Linked DNA regions of Arachis hypogaea: region 2 is linked to region 1. A link is a contact called in public Hi-C data. All regions are on one chromosome and are shown on one strand. The core of a region is the stretch at or near the end of the contact, and the rest is flanking DNA. Distances in the headings are between cores, read along the strand shown. Region 1 has its middle 37 kb from the start of LOC112751232. Region 2 holds the start of LOC112751234.

Region 1 (2,830 bases), core at 181-2,680:
ATGAAACGAGGTTTTCACTTTATGCATGGTTTAATTATAAAAGCAAACGTGAATTTTATTAACTCCATTGATTTCGATCGTATCATGTTTAAAAACATATTAACCTTTTTGACATATCACTTTTCTGAAGTAGCTTCATCTTTATTACCCTTCAACCTTTGAAACTACTTTAATTTATACTAGTTTATTTACTTATATAGTTACTTACATCGTTCAAAGTTCAAAATTGAATAAAAGAAATGATATTCACTATTTATATTTGTGTAGTATAACTCATAATAATTAATGAGGAGTGCTAGGAGACCAGCAATTTTGTTAAATTCTGGCCAGTACTTAATCATCAAAAGAAAATTGAATGATTCTACACTATTAGATACAATCTCACACCATTAAAAATATCATTGATGACTAATTAATGGCTAAAAATCACAAAATCTGCTGTCCCTAGACTTTCTCATAATTAATTTGGTGTCACTTTCAGTGCAAATATCTATCTACCGAAAGGACAAACCTATCCAGAAAATCCGGATCTAAAAAAAGGTAACAATTATATGATTGCATGCATCTATTGATTAAAGACATCTACTACTATTTTTCCCTTTTTGCATGCATATGTAACTTTGTTAAATCATTCAACTTTATTTATTATTGCCACTCGCGTGGTAAAAGTTACATGTAATAATTTAAGTAACACTTATTCATTTAATTTCACCTTTCTTCACCCCAACAATTTATCTCCCTTTTCTTTTGTCATGAGTTGCATCAAAGATCAATAAGCACGGATTATTTTATTATATATATAAAAAAAAAAGAAAATATATAAGTTTAATTGTAGTATACTAGTAGTTAGAAGATCCTAGGGCTCAGGAGAAAAGAAAAACTGTCACTAAAGAATTATGTATAGAAAGGGAAATTTTAGGTTTAAAAATGTACAAAGTGTCGGTTTCTACTCTCTTTTTTATTTCTTATTTTTTTCCTCACATACTTATTTTATAGTGGTAAAAGATATGGCATTTTATTTGTATTATTTTATCAAATTTTTTATTATTACATTTTTTTATAATTTTTTTTTGTCAGATGAATTAGACAACTTCCAATTTTAGGTATTATACAACACACCTACATATTCTTCACACATTTATTACATATTGCAGCAACAGCTAGGATATTTTTTTTATCGGTTGCAATCGGCAGAACTCGAATCCAAAATCTCTAGATGAAGAGAGACAGACTATGTCATTTAAGTTATAACTTTTCTGTACGTAAAATTAGCAAGTAAGTCTCTTGATGAAGGCCGAAGCCATAGGGGTGAGAAGCCCAAATTAAAATGAAGCCAATATGTTCTGTATTGTCTAATGACTAATGTGTATTGTGTAACATTAACATGCATACATAATGGGCCAAATTATCTCACATTGTTTTTGGACATTATTTCACATATTATATTGTTGTATTCTTATAAAAAAAACATATTGGTGTATAAAGCTAATGCAATGTATGTGAGTATGACTAATGACCAAAAAACCAAAAGGATACTACAAGATTCACTAAAAAAAATAAAAAAATAAAATCCTCTACGAGATATTTTTTTTTAATGCTCTAAATTTTTTTTTTGGACTTGTCAAGAGTAGCGTTATAAGCTAGTAACCAGTCCCCCCTCAAAAATTTAACTTTACAACAATTAAAGTGATGTTGGCCCAATTAAAAGCTGAAAGGAAAAAGTTTCAGATTTGAAAAAAAATAACATGACGAGGGATTTTTTAAAAAGAAATTGTGGTATTTGTCCATATAAAAGTATGATATATTGTGTTAATATAGATTTATTTATCATTATTAGATGAAGTACGAAGCTAATTTCAATCGAGCTTATCTCTTATCTAATCATTAGAAAAATGTGGATTTTCTCTCGTGTGTTATTTCAGATCATTTTGATTATTTTAGCCGTTAATTTTTAGTATCTGTGGATCATTTTATTATAACTGAAATTAAATAAGTCTAAATTTCAAAAATTTAATTCATAAAGTAAAAAATATCTAACACTAATAAATTATTTAAAAATTTTATTTTTAAAAGATGTAAAATTTGTAATAAATTTTTTTATGTTCACGAATGGTCATTAGAAGCGTGACTATTTATGTGAATAACCTAATAATACTAAATCGAATAATTTTGATATTATATTAAAATTAAAATTATCTAAGTTTAACTCAATTTTAAAAAACTAATTTATAAATTGAGAAATGCATTACATTTATAAACTATTTAAAAAGACTTTATTTTTTAAAGATCTAAAGTGATTTCTAATACATTCTATTTCATACGTGTAGCAATATAATTATTGCATCATACAAAGTGCACTCACAGCCGCAATTAGATATAGATATTCTTCATATAAAAATGGTTATGCATATTATATGAAGAGATTCTGTTATTCAGAGTAGAGAATAAAATTATTAGCTAGATTCTAACATGTTTATATGATTACGTAAAGTATTGTTAAAATATCGTAGTTATCATAATTACCATAATACAAGTATTCTAGAATGCACCAAATTCTTACCCCATATTGATTGATAACTATCAGTTATTTACCTTTTTTTGTTATATCTTCTTTTTTTCCTTTAATTACATAATAAATTAATGTATAAAGGAAGAATCACTTTTCATCAGAATATTATACCGAGTTTGAATGAAGTTAAATCCCAATACATGAGAAAGTGGCACACCTTTGCTTTCCATGAGTGCAAATAATAATGTTTGATCCATGTTTCATATATATGCAACATGCAAGTAATATTGTTAAATTTTAAGAGCATCTCTAATGGATAGT
Region 2 (2,888 bases), core at 105-2,604, 64 kb after region 1:
GTTAATTAGAACTTACAGGGAAGCAAATAGCGGTATTCTAACGCAATATTATTTTGCTGGCATCTAATTCCTCCTCTATCTCATTTCTCATTCTTTGCCTTGCTTTATTTCCTTTATTCGATTCATCATCACTAATAGGCTAGCATTATCTTATCCGTATCTTATTCTAAAATCTGTATCCATATTTCATAGTCAGTCAAGGAAGAGAGATTCTTTCATCCTCTATATAGTACAAAATTCTCACTTCTTTATTTTAGTTATATGTATCTTCTCTCTTCTCTAACTAATTTTTTTAACCAATTGCGGTTGGTCTATACTTAGTTTATTAGTTAGTTTATGATTATGATAAATGTACACCAAAATCAATTATCAGCATAAAATATAAGTTGAAATATAAATATATATTCAAAATAAATTAAACCACATATGTATTTATACACAAATACATCTGTTACTAATTTTAATATATAAATATCTTTTTTGTTAGTTTAAATATGTGATAGGTTTAGAATTTCATTTTGTACAAATAACTAGGGGTGTTCGCAGTGCGGTTTGCTTTGGTTTTAAGGGAAAAAGTCATCCGATTCGAACGCTTAATTTATGTGTGGTGCGGTTTGGATTGGATGAACTTTTTTTGAAAATCCAATCCGATCGATCCGATCCAATTACAAGCGGTTTGGATCGGTTTGGATTTGCGATTTTTTAAATAAAAAAATTAAATACATATAACAAGTCTTAACATCAAATTTTAAATAATCAACAATGACATAACAAGTCTTAACATATCTTAAAAAAGCCAACGATAACATAACAATAGAAATAAAATTATAGGTTAGTTAAAATAAATAAATAAATAATATTTTAAACATAAAATATTTATTAAATAATAATAATACATGAATAATAGAAAAATGTATAACAAATTGAACATGTTATAAATATAATTGTAAGTATAATAATTAAATAATAATATTATATCACATTGTGCAGTTTGGATTGGATTGGATCGGTTATGAAAAGTAGATCCGAAATCCAATCCAATCCAGTGGTTTGCAAAAAATAGAATCCAATCAAATCCGAATTAGTGTGGTTTTAATCGGTTTTCGGTTTGGATTAGATTAGATGAACGGTTTAATTTGGATCGGTTTAAATTTGAACACCCTATAAATACCAACTTATTAACTAATGACAAATTAATCCTTAACTTATGAACTGGAAGATATTGTGGAGACAAAAATTATTATCTTATTTGGGTCATGAATACCAAAAATATCAAGATGTTTTTGGGTGCAACTCTTATCAGCCCGGATTTTTGGGCCAATTAAATGGGCTCTATTGGCTCACAAAAACCTTTGTTGCAACGAGAGGAAACAAAGTTTGCGACCATCAGCGAGCTGCAACAAAAATACAAATCTAACTCCTCGCCTTTCCCTGTCCAAAAAAAAAACCTCCTCGCCGTCGCCGGCAAAATTCGTCGGAAATTATGAAGCTGAAGCAGTTGGAAGGCCTCCTCGGTGGTCTTGACCAGTTCCCAAACCCCAAGGTTTCTCTCTTTCTCACTTTCATAGTCACTAACTTCTTTTTCTGAATCACACCTTTCTGTGTGTGTGTGTGATGAAAGGTGGAGCTTGAACAGTACCCAACGGGACCCCATATAGCTTCTCGAATGCTCTTCACGGTATTCCCCTCCTTCCAATTTCGTTGTCTTTTTTTATATTATTATTATTAGTAATATTATTTATTCATTTTCTTCTGCCATGTTTGGTACTGAACTTTGGTTCTTCCTTCTCCCTTATCTGTTTGCGTACGTTAAAGGTTCGTACTTTACTCATTAAAGATGTCTTTTATATATGTAATTTGCTTGTTTGTGGTGGAAGTTGACCACACCCCATTTTTTATGCTACATTTCAAATACTTGAATTACATTTGATGTGGTTATTAATATATGGTTGTGGCTTGTAGTAGCATCTGGAATTATTTGAGTGATTTTCTTTGTGCATTATTGATGCTCCTCGGATAAGTTCTATTACTTGCAGTAGGGATTGATAGGGAGGGTATTGTAGTAAATTAATCAGTGTAATGGTGTGAGTGTAGACGTGTAGTTTGTGAGCTTGAATAAGGTTTCTAAAGGTAAATTAGTAAAATGTTCTGTTTTTTCAGTGGCTGAAATCTTGTTTGCTTTATAATCCATGTGAATCAGGCAGAAAATTCTTTTGAGGACATAAGTAACAAAGTAGTGGCTGACTTCGGATGTGGTTGCGGTACGTTAGGTGTTGCAGCTGCTCTTCTGAGTGCAGAGTGAGTTGAATCCTTTCCCTGCTACTTTTGCAGGATAGTTTACCGGATTGTCTTATTTTAGTTTGTCATTCGCTTCCTGGTATTATGCTGTCTAAACTTGAGTGACATTAGAATCAAATTTGTTATAGTTAACTCTAAACTTGTGTACTACTAGTATTGTATAGAACAAATCTATAGTTTCCAAGTTTGGAACTGTTCAGTGTTTCATGCACATGGTCACATAGCAGTTGTTTGTAGGTAATCAAATAATAAATTCTGAAATTCAAAATCATGTTTGACAAATGACAATGGCTTAAAAAATACATATTTTCGTTTTCTAAGATCAATCCTGTATTACATATCTAATATTCTCTTGATTTGTGTTAGCATTGATCAGACATGTTCTCAGCATTGACATTGATCCAGAATCTCTTGAAATAGCATCTCTTAATGCTGAGGAACTTGAGGTATTTTATATCTCTGTCGAATATTATTCTAAATGATTACAAAGGTTTCACATTATCCGAGTCTCTTGTTGAATTAAACAATAAGATTTGGTGTATTTTGAATATTGTACATCAAGGCAAAGTGTCTTGAATGAATAAAGCTTG

Evidence for each region. A called contact is a pair of places that touch in the nucleus more often than the background predicts.
Region 2: a contact with region 1 is called in a Hi-C map of an unstated tissue, with 6 times the contacts expected there. The contact joins the promoter of LOC112751234 here to the enhancer-like site in region 1. A contact is called at or near these places in 2 of 8 Hi-C or Micro-C datasets (leaf and an unstated tissue).

The regions. Positions count from the first base shown.
Region 1 is chr15:148,809,516-148,812,345 of arahy.Tifrunner.gnm2.J5K5, forward strand. No RefSeq gene overlaps it. Among protein-coding and RNA genes, the nearest start is that of LOC112751232, 37 kb to the left of the region's middle. Within about 2 kb of position 1,431, at least 3 of the 3 cell types and tissues checked have open chromatin away from gene starts, as enhancers often do.
Region 2 is chr15:148,874,002-148,876,889 of arahy.Tifrunner.gnm2.J5K5, forward strand. LOC112751234 reads left to right here and starts at 1,355. Exons shown (of 9, transcript XM_025800301.3): 1 at 1,355-1,543; 2 at 1,622-1,678; 3 at 2,201-2,298; 4 at 2,675-2,744. The coding sequence starts at 1,484.